Regions from separate parts of the Mus musculus genome. Here regions 2 and 3 are each linked to region 1. The links are chromatin contacts, called in public HiChIP or PLAC-seq and capture Hi-C maps. All regions are on one chromosome and are shown on one strand. The core of a region is the stretch at or near the end of the contact, and the rest is flanking DNA. Distances in the headings are between cores, read along the strand shown.

Region 1 (4,065 bases), core at 992-3,491:
AGCAGTGGTCATAAGTCTCTGAACAGGGCTTCTGAGGGTAGGAGGTGGTAGAGTGGGGAGGGCTAGTTGGGGAAGGCTATCATCTGAGGGGTTTCTGCTCAGCATGGGACCAAAGCCTCTGTCTGAGAGCATTTAGTTCACAGCTTCCAGTCCCTGGCTGGGTGCCCTGGCCCGAGAGACATTCAGGTGGACAAACCTGAATTTGAGGGAGCAGTTCTGCCAGTCGAAAGGGAAGTAGGTGACTGAGATGGGGCAGGAGGAGCGGAAGATGGCGGGCGGCAGCCAGGTCACATAGCCCGAGTCATAGACAAGCACATTGCAGGCATAAGAAATCTGGAACGAGCCATCATTGCTGTGGGATGGAGACCATAATCACTGTGTGTCCTGGCTGGCCAGGAACCGGCAGGACCGCAGGAGGCAGGAGAGGGTGGTGGGCAGGCAGGGCTGGAGGCGCAGGCTGGGGAGCATAAGGAAGGGAATGAGGCAGAGGGGGGCTGGGAGGGTTCCTCTCAACTTGTTCTCCAGTACAATCTCTGGTAGCCACACCATGTCAGGGGGCAGGCGCAGGACAGTGATGTTCCCGAAGTCGTTGGCATCCCACTGTAGACGGCTGTCTACCCAGGCCTAGAGGTCCAAAAAGGACATCAGAAGTGGATTCGGCCACTAACCACCCTCCCAGCGGTCCCCACTTCCCCAGGGAAGTCTAAACAAAGCCTGAGAGTTGGGACAAAAGAAATTTGGAGGAGATGGATAAAGAACTAGACTCAGGCCCGTCACAGACAGTTGTGTAGGACATACATTATACCACTAAGGGGCACAATTTCCACGCCAGACTGGCTTGTTTCTATGCCGTGAACCTCTATCAGTTCTGATATTTTGATTTGAAAAGTGACTTCCAATGCACACCAGAGGTGGTGACTCTGTGCTTTAATCCCACCTTTAGTCCCAGGGCTTGGGAGGCAGATGCAAATGAATCTCTGTGAGTTCAAGGCCAGCATGGTCTACGTCATAAGTTCTAGGTCAGCCAGGGAAACAGGGCTAGGGAACCCCATCTCAAAACAACAACAAAGCAAATCGGGACACAGCGGCAATTTTAGCACGGAGGAACCCCAGCCTTCTAGGACATGTCCTCGGAGCTAGTAGAGGCCTCAGTGGAAAAGGGCAGTTGGGTTCTCTGTAGTCAAGCTCCCCCAAAGGTGTGTCCATAGGAGCTTGTGGTCCCCAGCATAAGTGAGCACCAGGGGACCTGGAACCTTCGGCAGGGTGTCCTTACATGATCTATCCACACGTTGGTGGTGAGGGTCTCCTCCACTTCTTTCTGTAATCAAACAACAGGGTTGTAGCCAAAGGTTCCCATCTACCTTTCACCCAAACTCAGTCAGCAGAATCTAATCTGCCTGGTTCCCAGGGACCACGGCAGCTGGAAGGGCCAGGGTCTTCTAGAGCAACAGATCGAGGTGGATCAGCAGACTACGGAAGCGAAGGGCAGAGGCTGCTGATGTGAGTCCCGGGGGAGCACAGGGATAGCTTGACAGTGGCAGGCAGAGCTGATGGCTTTGGGTGGCTAAAGGCCCGTGGCACCATCTGGCACAAAGAATAGTCATGCATGTCTCCCAGAAGAGGAGCTAGCTGGTCAGGAGCCTTTGAGCAATTGTCCCTTCTTGCCATCCTCTCCCCAGCTCAGGCTATCCCACGAAGGTCTACTCACCAGGGAGATGAGGTTGGAGAGGGTGAGACTTAGGGCGACATCCACTTTGTCCTCCTTTCGAGCCACCGGCCGCAGGTCTTTGTCGTAGCCCTTCTCATTGAATAGGTGCTGGATCAGCCTTTGTTCCTCATTCAGGCCCCAACTGCCTGGGAGGGCTGGGGAGAGGGGTAGGGTGCTGGTGTTTGGACCTAGGAAGGAGCCTTCCCTGTGCTCCTGCTGGGGCAGCCCTGGGCTGGGCAGAGCAGAGGAAAGCCAGCTGCTCCCTGAGGGTGGGATGCCTAGGGTTAGAAAGGGCAGAGTGGGAGTGGGAATTAGGTATAATGTTAGGGAGGCGGTGGCCCAGGTGGGCATAGAAGGCCCCCAGGAAGGGGGTTATGTCATCCTTACCACACACAACAAGGGCAGCCAGCAGCCCCAGTGTGAGCACAGGCCCTGCCATCCCCCACCTCTGACTGACTAGGGTTTGTCTTCCCTTCAGCCTGTTGGCTGTGGAATGAGGCAAGCAAGGGGACAGGTGCTGGTGGTTTAGGGGTTTGGAAAGAAGAGGCCGGAAACGCAATCTGATACTTGAAAGCTGGTGATGAGGGGGTGGGGTTTGCCAGTTAGGGCAGGAGCCAAGGGCAGAACGAAAAGATCCCAGGCAGGGATTGTCACAGATTGTTGGTAGGGTGGGGCCTGGTGGGGTAGGGTGGCAGAGGGTGGGGGGCGAATCCTCTGTGTGTGTGTGTGTGTGTGTGTGTGTGTGTGTGTGTGTACACCTGTCACAATTGCTTCTCTCTTTCTACAGAGGGTTCTGAGGTGAAACTTCTTGTACAGCAGGCAACTGTTACCTGTTGAGCCATCTTGCTAGTGCTCCACCTGTACTTGTGTATTTTTTCCCCCATCTTTAAAAATATTACCTCTAAGCTGGGTGTGGCAGTGTATGCTTTTAATCCCAGCACTTGGGAAGAGAGGAAGGATCTCTGAGTTCAAGGCCAGCCTGGTCTACAGAATGAGTTCCAGGACTGCCAGGTTGTTACACAGAGAAGCCATGTCTCCAAAAAACCCCAAAGATTTATAAATAAATAAATAAGTAAATAAATAAAATCCATCCATCCATCCATCCATCCACCCATCCACTCAGTGTGTTTCTGCGCAGTTTGTGGCATGTGTGGAAGTCAGAGGAAACTTGAAGGAGTTAAATTTTTTTTTCCTTTCACATGGCTCGGCAGCAGGTACCTTTATTTGCTAAGCCACCTTACTGGCCCATTTCTTTTCTTTCTTTAATTTGAACTGAAGTCTCCTCACCGTTCCTGCATCTATGAGTAGCCAAAACCAAAGGGAAAGAAAAGGGGATCCACTGGGGCAAGGAGGGTCGTTTCCACACAGAGTCAGGCCTGTCCGTTGTAATGACTGTGGCTAGAAGTCAGTGGTCGGGATAGATGGCACTAAGAGTATGCTTAAGAGAATACAACCCTCAAAGGTGCCTGGGCACCGTGATCTGCTTCTATCTAATAGGAATCAGAAAGCCAGAACCGTCAGGCATGGAGGGAGGAGGCCATCTAGATGTCGGGGAGACTAGCAATGGGGTGAAGGGATGCCCATAGGGTCTGACAAGAGAGGAGCCGACTGCAGCATGCACTGGCAAGTCTGAGCCTATTCTTTGTTCTAAGCAGAAGTTTGGAGGTGGCCTCATAAAGGCTTGCTTGCTTCCAGGGAGAGGACAATACTGTCACCATTGTCTGCCAAGGTGCAGTGGTGGCTGAGCTCTTTGTACTTCATGCTGGACCTTGTCAGCTTCCTGATGGTGTCTTTGGAGCAGACATTGATCATTTTGCTCATATGTGAGGGTGCAGGGGCTCTCTTAGAGACCCAAGAGATGAACCTCAGGGCATCCTTCTTGCTGTCATTGGTCTCATAGGTTGCATCATTGAGGGCAGAGTGGCAGCCTGGTCTGGCAGGGTCTTGTCATAGGTTTGGGCCATGTCGCCTGCTGAATCTTTCTGCTCTGCTCCAGGATGGTGTCCGGGTCCTCACTCAGGCAGAGAAGCACAGCTTCTCTCTTTGCTCCCCTTGGCGCGGTTGACTTGCGTACTAAATCACTTGCACGTCACCGATCACCTTGAGGTAGCCATACCAGAAGCTACGGTTTTGAAAGGGAGAGGGGGACACGGAAAGCCACAGAAGGACTGAGGCTCTGGAGCTGCTGCTGCTGCTGAAATCCAGCTGATCTCCTCCACCTTATTTTTCAAGACAGGGCCTCTTCGCTGAACCTGGACCTCGCCTGGAGCAGCTAGAGTGGCCAGTGAACGCCCGAGGTCTGTCTGCTCCTCACTGCCATGCTCCTTAGCTAGGGCTGTGGTTTACAGGTGTACTCT
Region 2 (4,065 bases), core at 922-3,421, 800 kb after region 1:
TCTGGTTTTGAGTGACACTGAGCCTTGTCATGACCAATCTAGCCCTACTTGGTCCATCTGCAGCGGAATAGGAAGCTTTCAAAATTCTTTCTCCCAAGGGCTCTGAAAAATAAGTGCCCCAGAGTTCCCAACAATCTTCTAAGCCAGGACTGTTTATAAATGAAGTTCTTAAGAAGCCAGGGATTGAGGGGGGCGGAGCAGAGGAGGCAATTTCATGGTGAGGAGATACTGGGAAGCTGAGGGGACACTGAAGACAGAAATGCAGACGGTGAGTGTGGCTATGACACCTGACTAGGCTTTTGTGTGCTCCTTTGAGTGAAGAAGTGGGTCGGGACAATGCTCGGGGAAAGAATCGGTGTGGGAGGAGGTGCTGAAAAGAGAGAGGGCGATTTCCTTGGAGGAGACTAGTGCTTGGACCCCGGGGCTGGAAACCCCTTATGAGACTGTGTGTATTGGGGGGATTGCTATCCTGTGAGTGTACAAGTGGAGTCACGGGGATGAGACTCTGTAGGCTGCTGACTTTCAGGGGCTTAAGGGGTGCGTAAGAAGGTTGTCTGAAAATGTGGGTCAGAAAGAATTGCAGGACACGGAACAAGTCCTGCTCAGTCGGCGTGCTGCAGGTGGGGACAGCATTTTAGACCCAAGTCTCACGGACTTCCTCTCTCTGGCTCTTTTTTTCTTTTCTTCTCACCTGTAAAATGGGATTGTTGTCTAGAAAAAGAAGACACTCTCAGCTCCGGGTGATTCCAACAGCTAGCTAGTATGGTTTGGATGCAGGTAGAGTCCTTTGGGAGTGGTCCTAAGTACTCCAAGCTCCGGGGTCAGCGTTGCCCTCTAGTGGCGATTTTGTGAACAACAGGCGAAGCAACCAGGAAGGCGGGGAGGGCAGCCTCTGTCAGGTCGCCTTCAGCTCAGCATCTATCTGTCAGTGGGAGCCAGGGCGCACAGGACCTCCTGGGCAGAAGGCATGGTAGGTGAGCGGGATACGGGCCCTGACAGGAGCGGCTCTCAGAGTGAGATGGGTGGAAAAACTCTGTGAGACATTTGGGGGTTGTGGGAGAGACCTCTCAGTTAGTCAGTTTATTTCTGTCATTTTTCTGATGACTGTCGTCTCAGCGCTGCTCTCTTGAACCTGGGCTGTCACCTGCCCATCCCCAGCTCCTCTCCGTGAGAGTTCCGAGAGTGAGAACTCCAGGTCTAGTAGGTGCAAAGAATATAAAATATTTAGACTGGGAGTGATTCAGGTGACAGAAAACAGAATCAAATTTGGGTCAAAGTACAGTTTTTTAGCTTTTTCACTCCTTCACTTAACCCCTACGGTGGCTTTCTCTTCACACCAAGGTCACACACAGCGTTCTGTATGTCAGGTCTGCCATGTGTCGATGCTTTTTGTGGATTAAATACCGGGATCTTGCACCTGGAGTTGGGGAGGTCAGGTCTGCCCTGGCAGTTGCTTTAGGAGCCCCGGCTCTTTAAAGACCAAGCAATACTGCAGTTGCACCCACTTTTCTGAGGTCCACATCAAGTGGCTCTCCTGAAGTCTGTCTTAAAAGGGAGACAGCCAAAGGAGATAGCCAAGCGTTCTTGGAAAAACCTGGCATTTCTTCAAAGATTCCAGTAGATTGTAAAGGGCCAATCTTATCATTTAAAAAGTATTTCATTTGTGTGTGTGTGTGTACTTGTGCATATATACTGTTTGCATGTATGTGTGTAGAGGATAGAGGATAACTCTTTGTTGTTGTTGTTGTTGATTGGTTTTTTGTTGTTTGTTTTTGTTTGTTTTTTAGACAGTGTCTCTCTCTGTAGTTCTAACTGTCCTGGAACTTGCTCTGTAGCCCAGGCTAGCCTCAAACTCACATGAGACCTGCCTGCCTCAGCTTCCTTCGCGTTGGGATTAAAGCTGCGCACTACCACTGCCCGGCCAATTTTATTATTTTCAAGGTTTGCACTCCGGATACTCTGTAGTTGAAATGCACTTTAGTGGGTGGCAGATGCTTTCTTTCCCAGTGGCATGTGACTAATCAGTCCTCTACAGTGTGATAACTTAGGACAGAGCTGGGATTACCTAAATGACTTCTGGGTATCTCCCCCTTCTATCCTACAGACTCCTCCCTGCCTCAATTGTTCCATCTTTCCTGGAGCGCTCTCCCCAAATGCTTCAAGGAGCCCCCTGGTCTGCAATATCAGTGAGTTCAAGTGGCCCTATCAACCTGAGGATCTGAACCTTACCGATGAGGCCCTGAGGCTGAAGTATTTGGGGCCACAGCAGATGAAACAGTTTGTCCCCATCTGTGTCACGTACCTGCTGATCTTCGTGGTGGGCACTCTGGGCAACGGGCTGACCTGCACCGTCATCCTGCGCAACAAGACTATGCGCACGCCCACCAACTTCTACCTCTTCAGCCTCGCTGTGTCCGATATGCTGGTGCTCCTGGTGGGCTTGCCTCTGGAGCTTTATGAGATGCAGCAAAATTACCCGTTCCAGCTGGGTGCGAGTGCCTGCTACTTCCGAATACTGCTCTTAGAGACCGTCTGCCTAGCTTCAGTGCTCAATGTCACAGCCCTGAGTGTGGAGCGTTATGTGGCCGTGGTGCGCCCACTCCAAGCCAAGTCTGTGATGACACGGGCCCATGTGCGCCGCATGGTGGGGGCCATCTGGGTCCTCGCTACTCTCTTCTCTCTGCCCAACACCAGCCTGCATGGCCTCAGTCAACTAACTGTGCCCTGCCGGGGGCCGGTGCCCGACTCAGCTATATGTTCGCTGGTGGGTCCCATGGACTTCTACAAGTTGGTGGTACTGACTACCGCACTGCTCTTCTTCTGTCTGCCCATGGTCACCATCAGTGTGCTGTATCTGCTCATTGGGCTGCGGCTGCGGAGGGAGAGGATGTTGCTCCAAGTGGAGGTCAAGGGCAGGAAAACCGCAGCAACCCAGGAGACCTCCCACAGAAGGATTCAGCTGCAAGATAGGGGACGGAGACAGGTGACCAAGATGCTGTGTAAGTCATTGTTGAGGAGAAAGCTGAGCTTCCTCCAGTCTGGGGAAGGAATTGAGCTTCCAGGGTATTGTTTGCTTGCTTGCTTGCTTGTTGTTGTTATTGTTTTGAGAAAGGGTTTCAGGGCTGGTGAGATGGCTCAGCAGGTAAGAGCACTGACCACTCTCCTGGAGGTCATGAGTTCAAATCCCAGCAACCACATGGTGACTCACAACCATCCGTAATGAGAAACTAATAATAATAATAATAATAATAATAATAATAATAATAATAATAATAATAAAACAAAAAAAACCTATGGGCCAGACTTAGCAGGGACCAGAGCAAGTGGGGCTTGGGGTGGAGGGAGCGAGGCCAGAGAAAGACAGAAAAGGGAAGAGGGAAAAAAAGAGAGAAGGAGTTTCTTTGTGTAGCTCTGGCTGTTCTAGAACTTGCTGTGTAGACCAGAGATTCACCTGCCTCTACCTCCAAAGTACTGGGATTAAAGGTGTGCACCACCACTACCTGGCTCTCCTGTCTGCTTTTCTAGGACCGGAAGATAGTGAGCTGTAGATGCAAACTCTAAGCATGATGAAGATCAAATCTCTTCTCTGTCCTTGCAGTTGCACTGGTTGTGGTATTCGGCATCTGCTGGGCTCCATTCCATGCTGACCGTATCATGTGGAGCCTGGTGTATGGACACTCAACGGAAGGCCTGCACCTGGCCTACCAGTGTGTCCACATTGCCTCTGGCATCTTCTTCTATCTCGGCTCAGCAGCCAACCCGGTGCTCTACAGCCTCATGTCTACTCGCTTCCGAGAGACCTTCCTGCAAGCCCTGGGCCTTGGAACCCAGTGCTGTCATCGCCGCCAACCCTATCATGGCTCCCATAACCACATCAGGTTGACCACAGGCAGCACCCTGTGTGACGTGGGCCACAGGAACAGCAGGGACGAACCTCTGGCTGTGAATGAGGATCCAGGGTGTCAGCAAGAGACAGACCCCTCCTGAATAAAATTTGGAAGGAGCCTTACCCACAAGGCCAGAGGGCCTCAGAAAGTCTGGGGAGCTACAAAAGTGGTTTCTGCC
Region 3 (4,065 bases), core at 1,001-3,500, 560 kb after region 1:
CCAATAGCTGACTGTGAGCATCCACTTATGTGTTTGCTAGGCCCCGGCCTAGTCTCACAAGAGACAGCTATATCAGGGTCCTTTCAGCAAACGCTTGCTAGTGTATGCAATGGTGTCATGATGTTCCTCTTCTAAAATGACTCTCGCTTGTGTCAAGTTGACAAAATTAATTAATTAATTAAACATTTTTTTTAAAAGCCAGCCAGTACAGGAGTCATTTATTTTTTCAAAAGGCCACCTGCGCCGGGGCCTAGCAAACACAGAAGTGGATGATCACAGTCAACTATTGGATGGATCACAGGGTCCCCAATGGAGGAGCTAGAGAAATTACCCAAGGAGCTAAAGGGAACTGCAACCCTGTAGGTGGAACAACAATATGAACTAACCAGTACCCCGGAGCTCTTGTCTCTAGCTGCATATGTATCAAAAGATGGCCTAGTCAGCCATCACTGCAAAGAGAGGCCCATTGGACTTGCAAACTTCATATGTCCCAGTACAGGGGAACCCCAGGGCCAAAAAGGGGGAGTGGGTGGGTAGGAGATTGGGGGGGTGGGTATGGGGGACTTTGGGGATAGCATTGAAAATGTAAACGAGGAAAATACCTAATAAAGAAATAAATTAAAAAAAAAAAAAAGGCCACCTGCTTTTCCATCTGTGCCCTTTCTCTTCCCTTTTCCCTTTACGTTGAGTACATAGACTTCACTGTCTAAGAGCACTCACCTATGCGACCCATTTGTGTGTTCAGGGTCCACCTGTTAATAATCACTTGCTTGTCTTTCTGTCATTAATCCATATCTTGCCAATCTAAATCCCAAAGAGAAGCTACAAGGGTAGAAGGGAAAGGATTTTTTTCCTCCCCTAGAGTCACAAGTTCTTTTTCTCTTCAAGAACCATCTTCCTCTGAGTGTTGTTGGACTTCATTTCCCAGCTTCCTTTGCTGTTAGGTGCAGCCATGTGATTAAATTCCAGCCAATGGAATATGAGCAATGTACTATGCATGGCTCTTGAAAAATTCCGTGCTCTGTGTGTGTGTGTGTGTGTGTGTGTGTGTGTGTGTGTGTGTGATGTCCGTTTGTCTGAGAGCTTTGAAATTCACACCGATTATATTTGTGATAAATATGTCCTTTCTTAAAGCTGCCCAGGATATTTTGATTTTGCAAAGTACTGGAAGTTGACACCAAGCGCTAAGTTCATGCAGAGAAAAAGCATCAGTCGCTATACCAGCTTACCATACAAGGCGCCATACTGCATCCCCAGTGGGGTTCTAATACCAAGTCGACAAGTTCTAGCACCAGGAAGTTCCTTCCTCCCATCTGAAAGCATAACACTAACAAGGTCTTCAAACCCACAGTGGGAGTGAGCTAACAAGTTTGTCTCTCTGGCTGTTACTACTCTATACCTAGCCTCACAGCAGGATGCCTGTGGCCCTTTTTGATGCTGCCTCTGCTGGAGCACACTCAAGAATTCTTTTAGACTCCTAGGATTCTCTTGTCTCCGGTCACCTCTATGACTGTCCCAAACCCCACATCACCAAGGTGGCCATGCACCAGAACACGTTAGCTTCAGCCAGGCACAACATAGTCCTTTCAACCAAGAGACTTTGGCCAGGGCCTTCTGGATGACTCTGCTGGTCTCCTGGCCCTGGACTCAGGGAGAAGAGGCTGTGGGTCTCCATTGTTTTTTTCCAGGGGGCTGTGAGCTACTTGCTCCAGATCTCTGCTCACCAGGGAGGCTAGCACCTGCTATGCCTGGTCCACACTGACCCTCATCTGGAGAAAAGGAGCTGGCCTTCCTTCTACAGTAAAACAAAGAGGCCACCCAGGGACTCTATGCAGAGCTCAGATCTGCTCCAAGATGTCCTGCTGGCTTGCTCAAAAGAGCAGCTGGGCGCTTTTTCTTCTCTATTAAAAACAATCACTGCAGATTACATTGACTTGAGAGGAATAGATGATGAGCCCCTGGGAAGATATTAATTTCCATTTTGTTACAAAAACATACAAGCAGACTGCTGAGAATCCAGTCCTCTCATTTGCTTGTAAAACATATTTTGCATTAGTGCATTCCTTCTTCTAGAGTGTATTAATTTGCATTTGCTCCTTTTTAGAATTTAGCTAATGGCTTATTAATTTTTTTTTCACTGCCTAGGAGGGAGTTTTCCCTTCTAATGAGCATAATATTAAACCCTACAAGCAGTCAACCCCCAAACACCCTGTGGGTCCAGCCCAAGCAGTGAGTCCACGCTGGTCACCTATAGCCCAGTGCTCTTCTGGCCTGAGAGCAAACAAAACCACGGGCTTGCCTTTTTCTCCATCAGCACAGAATTGTAAAAGGAATTTGACTAAATACTAGAGAGGGGGAAAAAAAAAATCAAGTCAGTGTGGTAATAAAGGACTTGAAAGCTCCCCTGTGAGACTTATTGGGAGGTTTTGCTGTTCTTCCCAAGCTCGGCCCTGCCTTCTCCATCGCTGGGGTGCTGGGGTGCGTTCCTGGGTTTGAGCATTCTATTCTCTCTCCAAATATGACTGAGAAACTGACTGGGACAAAAACTTCAGTCTGAAGTCCACGCCAGTGGGTGGCCACAGGGTCAACAGAAGCCCCATTCTCCAAAGCCATCTGCCCCCAGATATACAAAAGGAAGAACCTGGATGCCTGGCAGACCCTGTCCTCCCACCCCTGTCCCATACTGCCCCGCTCTGCACAAAGGTCACTTCCTCCAGGTGCCTATGATTAAGTTTATCAACTCTCTCTTCCTCCATTTTGTTTAAATTTATTACTTCCTTTTTCTCCTTTCTCTTGGTTTGCAGCTTAAAGGGAACAAGGTTCACCAGGCATGGGCTTGATTTATGGTTTCTCTTTTTTTCCCTCCTTAATGTAAGCCCTGGGAGCAATGAATCTCCTCTAAGTACTGCACTGGCAGCATCCCAGAAGCAGAGATGTGTCACTTTCATGGTTGTGTTCTTAAAATATTCTGTGCAGTCCCGAATGTCTTCCCTAATGAAAGGTTTATTTAAGAAAGGATCCGCTCCGCCCAGTGCAATGAGAAACAGCTGAAGACAAGTCAGGGCCAGAGGAGCAGGAAGGAGATTCCATTTGCTGAGACCAATCTCACTCCGTGAAATGAAAACTTCTTGAGGTAAGCAAGGTGGCACACTCACGTGACCACATTCATTCACAAGGCTGAGGCAGGTGGAGCCTAACTTTGAGGCCAACCAGGGCAACACGGTGAGACATCTCAAGAAAAATAATAATTAAAGTGAATGGACATGTGACAAACATTGATAAATCGGTTGCTTTCCTCTTAGGAGTTCTGAGGAAAATATAAGAAAGGTAGCTCAGTCAGTGCTGGCAGAGCATGAGAAAGCCTGCTTCCCATTCCCAGAACCAAATAAACGGGACAAAATGGCACATACCCACAACCCCAGCACTCAGAAGACTGGGGGATATCAGAAGTTCAAAGTCACCCTCCTATACACGAGACCAGCCTCGGTTACGTGGGACCCTGATTCAAACAAACAAAATCAATGAACTTTTAAGGAAAGTTGTCTAAATAATTCTGAAGTGCATCTGTAAAAACACAATGAGTTGTAATCCACCCTCCTCCTGAGGTCAGGGTATGGGTGCCTGGGAAGAAGGCAGGTAGGGGACAGCCACCACCCAAAGCCTTGTGTTTTCTGAGATGTGACTACAGTCTATTCCAGTCATTCAGGAAGGACTTGCTAGATATGCAGCCTGTAGAAACTACGGCCAGAGCAGCAAAAAGGACAAAGAATCTTCCTCCAGGATAGGAAAGGCAAGTCTTAGACAAATGAACACGTGTGAGTACCAGAGAATACTGTAGGGAGGACTGAAGCACCCTGTAGGAAGGACTAAAGCACCCTGGCAGAACAGAGGAGGGTGCTCCCTGCAGAGACCTAGGTGACAGAGATCACTCAGTCTGGGGAGTGTGGGGTCATTACTGTGAAGGTCAAGAAGAAAGGAGACAGTCAGGGCTGTGCCACACACTAAACACCACCCCCACGCCTGTGCAGATGATCCTCGGGCCTCGGTGACCAGTGAGTCCAGTTG

Evidence for each region. HiChIP or PLAC-seq counts read pairs in DNA pulled down with a chosen protein or histone mark. Capture Hi-C pulls out chosen DNA fragments and counts their contacts.
Region 2: a capture Hi-C map of embryonic stem cells shows a contact between it and region 1, with 4 times the contacts expected there. The contact joins the promoter of Nmur1 here to the promoter of Chrnd in region 1. A contact is called at or near these places in 2 of 39 promoter capture datasets (hippocampal neurons and liver) and 1 of 9 other capture datasets (embryonic stem cells).
Region 3: a contact with region 1 is called in an H3K4me3 HiChIP or PLAC-seq map of embryonic basal ganglia, with 11 times the contacts expected there. The contact joins the enhancer-like site here to the promoter of Chrnd in region 1. A contact is called at or near these places in 2 of 39 promoter capture datasets (the HPC-7 cell line and neural stem cells), 4 of 15 datasets of contacts at CTCF or cohesin (the NIH/3T3 cell line, large pre-B cells and pro-B cells), 55 of 484 Hi-C or Micro-C datasets (the 63-12 cell line, B cells, the C2C12 cell line and 39 more), 26 of 115 datasets of contacts at active chromatin or transcription factors (the NIH/3T3 cell line, SST interneurons, T-cell acute lymphoblastic leukemia and 16 more) and 3 of 9 other capture datasets (adipose tissue, macrophages and pancreatic islet).

What each region holds. Positions count from the first base shown.
Region 1 is chr1:87,188,773-87,192,837 of GRCm38.p6, reverse strand. Chrnd (cholinergic receptor, nicotinic, delta polypeptide) reads right to left here and starts at 2,241. Exons shown (of 12, transcript NM_021600.3): 1 at 2,096-2,241; 2 at 1,709-1,863; 3 at 1,274-1,318; 4 at 515-624; 5 at 197-352. The coding sequence starts at 2,147.
Region 2 is chr1:86,386,247-86,390,311 of GRCm38.p6, reverse strand. Nmur1 (neuromedin U receptor 1) reads left to right here and starts at 2,171. Exons shown (of 2, transcript NM_010341.1): 1 at 2,171-2,999; 2 at 3,599-3,987. The coding sequence starts at 2,171. The coding sequence ends at 3,987.
Region 3 is chr1:86,631,821-86,635,885 of GRCm38.p6, reverse strand. All of the region lies in intron 1 of Gm41908 (a long non-coding RNA gene), which reads right to left. Among named protein-coding and RNA genes, the nearest start is that of Gm41908, 6.8 kb to the right of the region's middle. Within about 2 kb of position 2,250, at least 62 of the 459 cell types and tissues checked have an H3K27ac peak or open chromatin away from gene starts, as enhancers often do. A contact at or near this core is called in the G1E-ER4 cell line, the HPC-7 cell line, the NIH/3T3 cell line and 4 more, where this site is marked.